Linked DNA regions of Mus musculus: all the other regions are linked to region 2. The links are chromatin contacts, called in public promoter capture Hi-C maps. All regions are on one chromosome and are shown on one strand. The core of a region is the stretch at or near the end of the contact, and the rest is flanking DNA. Distances in the headings are between cores, read along the strand shown.

What was found. Promoter capture Hi-C pulls out the DNA fragments that hold promoters and counts their contacts.
Region 1: a promoter capture Hi-C map of the HPC-7 cell line shows a contact between it and region 2, with 20 times the contacts expected there. A contact is called at or near these places in 24 of 39 promoter capture datasets (the 3T3-L1 cell line, the C10 cell line, the HPC-7 cell line and 16 more), 253 of 484 Hi-C or Micro-C datasets (the 3T3-L1 cell line, 3T3-L1-derived adipocytes, the AML12 cell line and 126 more), 66 of 130 datasets of targeted methods (CD8 T cells, the G1E-ER4 cell line, the NIH/3T3 cell line and 35 more) and 6 of 9 other capture datasets (adipose tissue, embryonic stem cells, embryonic tail and 3 more).
Region 3: a promoter capture Hi-C map of the HPC-7 cell line shows a contact between it and region 2. A contact is called at or near these places in 11 of 39 promoter capture datasets (the C10 cell line, the HPC-7 cell line, cranial neural crest and 6 more), 2 of 484 Hi-C or Micro-C datasets (bone marrow-derived macrophages and embryonic fibroblasts), 15 of 130 datasets of targeted methods (craniofacial prominence, embryonic basal ganglia, embryonic forebrain and 9 more) and 1 of 9 other capture datasets (macrophages).

Annotation. Positions count from the first base shown.
Region 1 is chr19:30,255,201-30,259,126 of GRCm38.p6, reverse strand. No RefSeq gene overlaps it. Among named protein-coding and RNA genes, the nearest start is that of Mbl2, 24 kb to the right of the region's middle.
Region 2 is chr19:30,548,102-30,551,876 of GRCm38.p6, reverse strand. Dkk1 (dickkopf WNT signaling pathway inhibitor 1) reads left to right here and starts at 2,381. Exons shown (of 4, transcript NM_010051.3): 1 at 2,381-2,743; 2 at 2,931-3,099. The coding sequence starts at 2,498.
Region 3 is chr19:30,277,510-30,281,121 of GRCm38.p6, reverse strand. No RefSeq gene overlaps it. Among named protein-coding and RNA genes, the nearest start is that of Mbl2, 46 kb to the right of the region's middle.

The DNA of each region.
Region 1 (3,926 bases), core at 1,332-3,831, 290 kb after region 2:
GGAACATCACAAACTTTTATTTACAGTAAAAAAAAAAAAAAAAAAACTAAACATACTGTGGTGATGACTAAATGAGCAAGGTGCCTGCCACACAAGCATGATCAGCGTGTCCAGATGCACTCGGCACACGTCCGCAGTTCTCATGGAGCAGCTGGGGAGACCTGAACATCCTACAAGCCATCCAGTCTAACTAACCAGTCAGTTCTGGGCTTACTAAGTTAGCCTGTGGCAATGTAGTAACAAAACGCAACCAAAGATGTGAAGAAGGGAAAATAGAATTGATGGAGGGGGAAGAGGAAGGAGGTGAGGAACAATCAGAATGTATTTCAGACATATAGGAAATTGTCAGAGGATAAATTTAACTTGAAAAATAAGAGAGTGACAGAAGTCTACCTGGAGCTGACCTCTGGTGTCCACATGAATTTGTATACACAGGCACCTACATATACACATGCACACAGATATGCACACGCTGCACACACACACACAATCTTAACCTCCCGTGCAATCCCTGTGACCTGGGGTTACTTTATCAGCTGTAATGTCGTCCAAAGAACGTGAGAAAATACTTTATTATCTCATTTACTAATAAATAAAACCTATCTCGACAACCCTGTGAGAAGTCACTTGAGAGTCACCAGAACCATACATGCGGCTGCTTTCTGAGTTTCCCAACTCTCTCTTAATAACCCGACACCCACACTTCGGAGTGTCTTGTTCTTTTCCTGGGCTCTTCTCCATGCTTAATCCATGCTTCCTGGTGAACTCCAAGACTGATTCGCATGGGCACATCATCCAGGTCACTTTTTCCTGTGGTGAAGTTGAGACTCTTGGTTTCCCCTCAGGAGAGATCTCAGACCAAAACCTTCAAGCTACTGTAGATACAAGGAGGGAGCATGTGTCTCCAGATGTTTCTCCACTGCTCCTGACGCCTTAGTTCTAAGTGACTTTATCCTTACAGGGCATTTTTAAAACTTATTTTTGAATTTCCACAAATACAAGCAAAAGAATGCATATAAATGTATTTAAAACCTACAATACTGCCTAGCTGATTAGAAGAAGCACAACTTTGAAGGTTAAAATCTGGGCTCTAGTAGCCCCAATAATCTAGACTAAAGTGCTGGTCCCTATACGCCAATTAAAGAAATGAGTCATGGTGACAAGCAGAAAGGGAGCCATTGGATGTGACCACACTGGGAAGAAGAACAAATAAAGCGGTCTAGTGACCCAAGTCCATCTTCCAGATGCTGATGTGAGGATTAACTTCAAAGGCAAGAGGTCGTCCTAGCAGACGTGTGGTCCTGCCTGTCATTGATTCATCATCGTTGTCTCAGTTCTGACAGCCCAGGAACTGTTAAATAATCGATCTGTTCATTGCTGAGGGGCCAACCTTGTCTCCAGGGATAATTGTCCTCATCTGAGAGGACAGTCTGTCCTAGGAGGGTTTGTTCTGAAATTCAGTGTGACTGAGGAAGAAAGTTAAGATAGTAATTTACGTCTATGCCTTAAGCCAAGATACAGGTTTAAAAAAAAAGACAGAAGTGCCAGGCTTTTAATCTGCTTTATTAAATTCTTGATAGGCCTAAGTGGGTATTCAAGTTAGTGTGTGTGCATGCGGGGGGGGGGGGGGGGCTGCATGCTCGATCTCTCTCTCTCTCTCTCTCTCTCTGAAAAGTTAGCAGATGTTTTTAACTACTCAACCAATTCTCTAGCCCCTAAAATAATTTTGCAAAGGCCACTTCTAAGTGTCTGTTACAATTCCATGGAACATGCATTAACACAGCATAGATGAGATCTGAGAAACGTGTATCATATGTATTTATTACAAGCACAGGGCCTGGAGACACCTGAGTCACGGGCAGACATTGCTGTGTGACAATCGGGTACTCGTGTAAAATACAGTAAGTCACTACTTCATTTAGGAGTAAGTACCAAATAAGACAGACAAAATAGAAATATTTTAATGTATATAGTGTATTTTTATTAACGATGTTTCATGATACTAATTATCCCTACAATCCTCTACTTTGGTGTTCTCCTCTGTGGAAGAAGAACAAGAAGATGGAGAAGGAGGAGAAGGAGAAGGAGGAAGAGGAGGAGGGGGAGGAAAAATAATTAGCATTCCTCCATCTTTCCCAGAGCCTACATTTTCAGAAGAACGTGGAGTTATTTGACAACTTTCTCTGCTTTCAACAAATGTATTTTCTGGAAAAGCACTTTCCTGGCTCTCCTATTTCCCAGAAAAAGAAATGTTAAGGGGAACAAAACCATACACTCCTCCTCTGCTCCTCATGGGTCTGAGAATTCTGTCTCTGCCCTGTCCTGCCTACCTTTCAGGCTAATGCTTTGCTGTATTGTTACTCTATTTTGCTCTTAGACTGTGTCATTTCCAAAGCTATTCCTCGGAAACTGTAGTTATGTTTTAATAGATAGTTTCAGCTCCGAGGAATTTACTCGTCCACCCCTCATTACACTGCTTCTGACTTTGACGGATAGAGGAAATAGCCAGCCTGACTAGTCCACTGGGCACAGGCTCCCTGGTCGCCAAGATCACTAACACCTAATGCTTCTCTAATTATAAACATGTCTCATTCCTGGCCAGTTAACAGCCTCGCCACAGGGAGTGACTCCACATCCTGACTGCAAGGCTCCCTTCATTAGCTTAAACTAAACACCATAGCCTTCCAGCTTTATAATAACCCAAGGGCCCTCCCTCCCTCCCTCCCAGGACTGTAGCAGTAGGACAATCTTCATATTTGAACATGGACACAGATAATGATTAATGAGCTCCAACTTTAAACTGAAAATGTAAAAACTAAGGTTTGCTTTGGGGGAGGGGGGGTTGTTTGGTTTTGTTTTTTTAAGGAGCCACTTGTTGAAATAGTAGCTACGAATTGGGGATTTTGTTCTCTCTCTCTCTTTAAAGGCTTACAGTAAGACTCCTCGATGCTACCGACGTTAAGCAAAAGTGGGAAATGAAAGCACATGAACTATGGAGGCTTCACTGCGACTCAATGCTTCAGACATCTGGAAGTGAAAGACAAAAACCATCGAGATTGGAATTGTGAGGCCCTGGTTCACACGTCCTTTACATTTATAATCTAATAATCACACTTACCACCTTGTGTGGAAAATCCTCACCTGTCAAGCTCTGTATGAAGCGCCTCCGATTACCTCGGTTTACATGAGAGGAAACCTTTACAGAGAACGTCAGTACGTTGGCAAGGACACTAAAAAGACACAACTGAAATCTGAACTCTTTGCTCTACTGAAGAATGATGCTGTTTCTCACTGACTTCACTGCCTTCTTTAGGCTTTGATGCCTCCTGATAACATAATATGAAAACATTTAGGAAAGCTTCCTGTCTCTGAATCCACGGACACTTCACAGGAAGCCTCTATTATGTTGATGCATCTATCACAAATAGGAAAAGTAATTTTACTGAACATCTGTTATGAACCATATTATTCCTTAAAATAATTCTTTTTTTTTGTCTTTTTTCCATTTGTTAATTTATTTGTTCACTTTGCATCTCAACTGCAGCACCGTCCCCCAGTCCCTCCCTCACATGGCCCCACCACCACCCCTCTCCTTCACCTCTGAGAAGGGAGAGGTCCCCACCTGGGTACCAACCCACCCTGGCACCTCCAGTCACTGCAGGGTTAGGTATATCCTCTCCCACTGAGGCCAGACAAGGCAGCCCACTTAGGGAAACAGGATCTACAAGTCAGGCAACAAAGTCATGATAAGCTCAGACTCCAGTTGTTGGGGGACCCACATGAAGACCACGCTGAGCATCTGTGACATTTGTGTAAGGGGCCTAGGTCCAGCCTTTGTGTGCTCTTTGGTTGGTGGTTCAGTCTCTGGGAGCCTCCAAGGTTCCAGGTCAAGTTGATTCTGTTGGTTTTTCTTGTGGAGCGCCTGT
Region 2 (3,775 bases), core at 1,132-3,631:
TATTATTATTATTATTATTATTATTATTATTATTTATTGAAGCAACAAGGACACTGCTTAGCCTCAGGTGTGGACCTATTCATACCTCCAGAAGGAACATAAAAAGTAGAAAGTGCCAAAACTTCCTCCACCCCCACCCACGCCCCCCACCCACCCCTGGTTTCAACTGTGGGCCTATGTTCTTGGTGAGCTGAGCTCTGCTCATTTAGAGTAGGTGTATTAATCAAGAATCATCATTACATCAGAATATGGGGAGAGAAGTGGCACATATGTGTATTTCTAGGAAAAGATACTTAACACGTTGATCATTGACATTGCTAGTAGTATGCTGAATGTGATAATATGAGCTCACCACCACCACCACATTATTCCACCATCTCCCGGCATCTATGCAAGGTTCAGATCCACTGACTGGTAGGTCTGCGTGGAGCCAGGAAAATCTGATTTATTGTTAGTTATTTGTCCCCCTTTATTATTCCTAATATTCACTTTTAAACAAAATTTTAAAACCTGTTCATTGTTTTCAAATATTTTAAAGATCTGTGGGTAACTAGCCTTGCTACACAATTGCACATATTCCTAATAAAAGCCAGATAAGTACATAGGATTTAATCCATGTTAGACTTTCAACAAACCACAGGAAATTCTTCGGGATGAATGGAGTTTGGGGTAGAATTGAGGCAACATTAAAAGTTACTTGGAAGACACTTAAGTTCTGAAATCCACCAAACAGATATTTAAATATTGTTCATAATATCCCTCCTAGCTCAACTTCAGGGTTATATTTGTACAAGACTGTCATTGGCTATTGTGGGGGTGGGGGGCTTCCTAAGAATAACTATTATAGATAAAGCGGTGTCGTGAATAATTCTAGCAGATCCAGAAGCTAAGGGGCTACAAAGGACATCTCAGCTCACCCTCTCCAACAAGGATTTCAGATCATTTCTTCCTTTTCAGTCTCATACAACAGTTGCTTGTGGTCTCAGATTTATCGATCTGTTCTTAAACATTATCCATTCACATTTCTTATCTTTTGTTATTTCATGACAACTGTCTCTTTTAGCACTGTGATGGTTGGATAAAAGACTGACTTTAATAAAAGTCATTATTACATACATTACCGCTAATTTATAAGCACGGCATTCTTATGTCCATGTTGTTTCTTATTTTACACACTGGGCGAAACCCCTTCAAATTCATTCTCTGATTTAGGTTCAGCACTTCTTTTCCAGGAGGTCCTCTGTTATCTCCCTAGAGGGTTATTCCTCCTGTCCTGTCCTGTCCTGGACGAGGTTTGATTTGGGATCAAAAGCAAGCCCTCTCCTGCTCAGCGATATGAAACACTAATGAGAAAGCCGGGAGCTAAGCCTTCGGGTTTCTTATCTTCTTCTATTAACCCACCGCTGGGAACAGGGAACCAGGGAAAGAGGACTGACCAGGCTCAGGGACCCTGTCCGCTCTGGCTCAGAGCCACTTTGATCTCATGTGTCTGCTTAATCAAGTTCATCTACTGCTGGGATTGACCAGATTCAAAGAACCACATTAAATAGTTTGATTATCGGGTGCCTATTTCCCTCTCCCCTCCATCCCTGATTTAATTTCCAAACGGCAGTCTCTCGCCTCCACCCCCAACCCCCCCAAACTCACCATCAAAAGCGAATTAGTTCTTCCCTTGGCATCCTCATTTGATGTGCAAATTTTCTTGTCTTTGCACATTTTTTTTTCTCCTGGTGTGTGTAGGGTTGGGTGGGGGGAGGGAGGGAGTGGGAAGTGGGGAAGCAACTAGACAAACTTAAAAGACAAGAACCTCATTTGCAAATCGCAACGCTAAAGGGTTAATCAGCAACTATAGGAGCCACCTGGGCTTTTCACAAAACCTTTGATGAATGGCTGCTCGCATTGTATTTAATACTGAATATTATTTGCGTGCGCAGAAAGCGAGGGTACTCATATGGGGAAGAGAAGAAACGTGGTTTTGTATATTCTATCACTTTTAACTCTGACAAGGATTTCAGACAGAACTAACCCAGCCCCACAGCAGAACACTCAAGCTCACAGAGTGCACCCTCCCGCCATTTATTTATTTATTTATTTATTTATTTATAAGTTTGGGCTAGGCTCTAATGCTCTAGTGCTCTAGTGACCCACACTCTAAGGTGAGCTGGACAAGGGGACCACAGTGCAAGGGAGGGGCGAGGGGAGAGTGTCAAAGTCCTCCCTGCTTCCGACACACAAACACTCCCCCTCCCAGCTCCTCCCAAAGCTTTGAAATCCCATCCCGGCTTTGTTGTCTTCCCTGAGGAGCTGGGAGGGCTGGGAGCCTGAGTATAAAGGCAGCCAGAGGTGGCGGTGGCGGTGCAGAGCTGTGCGCCTGGCAGCCAGAGACTCCACCAGCGGAGGTCCCGAAGTTGAGGTTCCGCAGTCCAGACTCTGCAGCCAGCCGCCGTGCAAAGTGACCTCTCTTTTCCTGACCTTTGCCTGTTTGCGTCCTTCGGAGATGATGGTTGTGTGTGCAGCGGCAGCTGTCCGGTTCTTGGCCGTGTTTACAATGATGGCTCTCTGCAGCCTCCCTCTGCTAGGAGCCAGTGCCACCTTGAACTCAGTTCTCATCAATTCCAACGCGATCAAGAACCTGCCCCCACCGCTGGGTGGTGCTGGGGGGCAGCCGGGCTCTGCTGTCAGTGTGGCGCCGGGAGTTCTCTATGAGGGCGGGAACAAGTACCAGACTCTTGACAACTACCAGGTAAGAGGGGTGCTGTGATCCCGACGGGGGTCTCAGAAAGATCTAGGTGTGTGAGATTTGGGGTGTGTTTGGAATCACTGCATTAAGAGCAGCGCGCTTAAGGGGCTTTTGAAGAGGCAGATGGGGACCTTGAAGGTGTGGGTACCAGGATGCTTGAGTTGCTCACCAGTCCGCTCCCTTCCCACAGCCCTACCCTTGCGCTGAAGATGAGGAGTGCGGCTCTGACGAGTACTGCTCCAGCCCCAGCCGCGGGGCAGCCGGCGTCGGAGGTGTACAGATCTGTCTGGCTTGCCGAAAGCGCAGGAAGCGCTGCATGAGGCACGCTATGTGCTGCCCCGGGAACTACTGCAAAAATGGTGAGTCTTGGACTCCTTTTTAAATTAGAACCACCTTGCCTTTGAGGACCCAGGAATCAAATGAAATGCTCTGGTTCTGTCAAAGCTAAGGTGGCGCCACCTGCAAACGCGTGCTCATGCAAGGGTTCTCCTGACACATCGTCACTGGCTTGTGTTTGAGCACTTGAAAGTTTATCTTTCCTTGCCTCCCTCTGTGATCTAACAACAAGACCTGAAAGTGGACCCTTCCATCAAACAATTATCTTCAGGGAGCCTTGGGGCACTTGAGAAAGGGGGAGAGGTCGTTCTGAAAGGGGAGCCAGACGTTTTTTTCTTAAGGTGGACTCTGCGTGGCTTTGCCAGTCTCTCTTTCCTCTAAGGCTATTACAACTGTTGTCAACGGGGAGCTAGAATGATTAATCTCTGCTGGCCAGCTTTTAAAAGAGATCTCTGTACCGCTTACACCCCTAGCTCTCCATCCCTTCTCCCCTTTCCCTCCACCCTCAACTACCTTCAAAGAAGTACTGCCCCCACACACACACACACACAACCACAGATCCACAAAATGTTAATGTCTCAAAGAAGTCTCCAGAAATAAACTTGAGGGGTGGCTAACTTCCTAGGTTACAGCAGCATTCCAGAGTCAACTCACTAAAATCTCCGTAATATCAAAATTATACAGTAAAGTAACTAGCGG
Region 3 (3,612 bases), core at 607-3,106, 270 kb after region 2:
TTTTTCGCATTAGGAAAATAATTAATAACTGACTAAAGAAAAATGGCACTATCCACTAGCTGGTAGTAATCCTTTCTAAGTTGCAATTTATACCTGAAGGAGGTGATCTATGTTTTCGTAGGAACGATCACTACATTTTTAGCCATCAAGCCATTTTGTGAAGTCTTAGATTTTCTTTCCTTTGAATAGCTACACAGAGAATATGAATGGACATCTGCTAGGTTTTTTTTAAACCTACATCTAAATTTTAAGCTTGTTATTCTGCAGTCTTACCTTTTAATTTCTTATTATTACATTTCACCTTCCAGAAATAAAAGAAAATGATAGTTAACATAAATTTATGAAGAGATCTAGTTCCAATGCCCAGTTGCTGATGCAGGGTTTGAAGCAGAAGAGAAATGGTACAAACATAAGTCTCTTTCCAGTGGGACCCAGAAGCAAAGAGCTCGTGAGAGCCATGTAAATGAATTTGTACTGTTGGCTCACTCAATACTTTTAATTGTGAAGTTAAAATATAATTACACTCTTGTCCCTTGCTTTTCCTCTCTGTAACCACTCAGATCAATGTTTACTATCTTTCAAATTTATGGCCTCTTTTAAAAAAATTATTGTTATGTAATATATATAATAAATGATATATATATTGTTCTCTTCATATATATTTATTGTTACATTTGACATATATGCCTAGTTATATAAATGCAACCTGCTTAGTTCATATAATACTACTTGCATGTTGCATGGGCTGACCACTTGGTGTTGGATAGGCAACTTGTGGGGACTGCCTCTTCCCTGGGGTAAGGCTATTTCTTGACTATCAAAAGCCATTCGAAGAGTTTATGAAGGATATAAAGTGTTCCATTTAAGGTTAGAAGTACAGTTCTGTCTGCAAGATATAGATGATTTGAGATAAGTTAGAAAAAGAGGTAAAATACGGAAGTGTGGACACTGAAGTAGACAAAAATAGTACAGTTGTGACTGGGCGTGGTGGTGCACACCTTTAATCCCAGCACTCGGGAGACAGAGGCAGGTGGATCTCTGTGACTTTGAAGCCAGCCTCATCTACAGAGTGAGATCCAGAGCAGCCAGTGCTACACAGAGAAATCCTATCTTGAAAAACCAAAATCCAAAAGAGTAAAGTTGTAACGTTGCAGAATAGACACCTGTGAGTCAATTAAAGTTTTTTTTTCCTACAGGTAGAAGTTACAGGAGTAAACAAAAATTAGATACTAAGGAAGAAGGGAAAATAAATGAAAGTATAGATTTTTACAAAAGACACTTCAGTTTAGTAATGGATATGGGGGTAAGTTTGTGGAGAAATATTATCAGAAGTTTAGACAGGCAAAGCATCCACTTACAGTCAATTAAAAGACGAATGGACAATGACATTTCTAAATTATCCTAAGAGATGTATAGAAAACCAAATTAATAAAGTGCAAATAGGTGATTTCAGTTTCCAGAGTAAAGGAGGCATCTGGTCTAGGCAGCAAAAGAGCTGATCTGTGCAGTGGTATAGGCATGGAAGACCAGGACAACGGTGAGAAATAAGAGGGAGCCTGATACCTCAGTGTTATGTGTATGAATGAAGAAGAAGGTGCTGTCTAACTTTTTTAAAAAAGAAAAAGCCAGGTACATTATCTATCCCAAAGAGCCTGGGCTGTGTCTTGTGGATAGCGGGAAGCCACTGAATGGGTTGTAATACTATCACAGTGGGGCAGTTATGATGGATGGAGGGCCAGGAATCTGGCAGGAAAAGAGAGACTAATTAGGATGCTCTCGTAATCACTTGGTGAAAGATAATGAGAGTGTTTACTAAGATAGCAGCAGTGGGAAGGGATGTGAGGACAGGGAGAAGATATATTTAGTTGGTTGGGTAAGAGGACAGAGAGTGGAGGGGTCAAAGATGATGACTGTCTCCATTCAAACCACAGGACAACAAAAATCTCTTTAACAATTATGAAAAGGGAAGAATAAAAGGGAATGGGGCCTAAGATAGGGCCAAATAATTAGGCAGAAATGTGCAAAGGAAGTGTAGCGTCTACGTTAGGAGTATGTTCCGAGGAAAGACAGCTCAAGCAGGCTGAGAGGGTGTTAAATGCTCCTGGCTGTCAAGTAAGTTAAGAACCAAAAGTTCCCCCCTCTGGATTAATGGCCAAGGCTCGGGGTGAAAGCAGTTTCAGTGGGGTGGTAGAGACAAAAACCAGACTGAGGTGGGAGGAAGACTAAGGGAGGAAGTGGTAGTGGTCTAGACGCCCTCTTCAGAAAGCTTGGGAAATAATAAAAAGGAGACAGACGGACGGAGGCAGAGAGGAGGGCAGAAAGGGAAGAAAATGAACCTATAAAATAAAGCCAGCATTTCCCTGGATTGAAGTGTTACATATATGTGTGACATTATATACGCGTAGTCACAGATATATGCTTACGTGCATATACACGTCTATGTATGTAACCTATCACCTACATAAATATACATGTTAATTTCTATCTTATATATTTAACTTGTTTTGAATTTACAATATGAACAATTTTAAATTGTAAACGTTGAAGATTAATATTAATTACTATCATTTACTATTCTAGTGAACAATTTTAGGTAATAAAAGTGAATCACAAAATAATATTGCTTAAATTATTAAATAATTAAATAAAGTAATAATATGACTTTAAATTATTAAAGTCATAATATTACTTAAAATATTAGATAGCAAAGACTTACTAGACTGCTGCTTTAACTTACAGGGCATTTCGATGTTGATTCATCAATTTAAAAAAAATTAAATGATGCACAGGAGGAAGTTCCCCCCTCCCTGCCCCTTACATTTTTCATATGTTATTTATTCTTTAACAATAGGATAATTATTTCCAGGTTACCATTTACCCTCTGCAGGCCTCTGGATGTTTATTTTACATAGGCTTGTGCCTTACTGCTAAGTATTTCTTTAGCGTAGGACGTGATATCCCTGAGATTGCCATTCACAGAACATGAGAGTCCACTCATCAAGGAAAACACCGAGAATCTCATCTTGTAATAGAACAAAAAATATTTCCCTTACTGGAGTTCAGATAATATCAGCAATTTTAGAATGAATAAGTTTTCTAAGTTCATGTTCCTAACTTTCTCTTACTACAATGCCTAATCATGTCTGTGTCCACTATGGACCTGATATTGTTCTGATAGTAGGGGACTCAGAAAAATATATATATATATATATATATTCAATGCCTTTGCAGCCTCCAGGGCTTCTAATCCACAAATCAGATCTGTAAATAACTTCTGTACAAACGTTTTCCTTATCCAGCCCATACTCAGACGCCAGCGCCATGTTACGCCCCTTGTCTGGCTTTGACATTTCACACTAGATCGTAATAACCCTTGACCTATGGGACTGAAGGAAGAAAAAAGTGGTTTGCATCAAATTGAGACTGGAGGATTTATTCAGCAGGTGCATATCAGGAGGAACTTGAAGATGAAGCAAGTCCTCTCGCTAAACAGGACAGGGGTTCGATGAGGTGAAGACAGGAGAGTTGTGCTGTACTGGAGAATCATTTTCAGCTTTAATTGCTATAAAGCTCTAGGTGAAATGATTGAGAGTTTTTTCACGACTCTCCCTT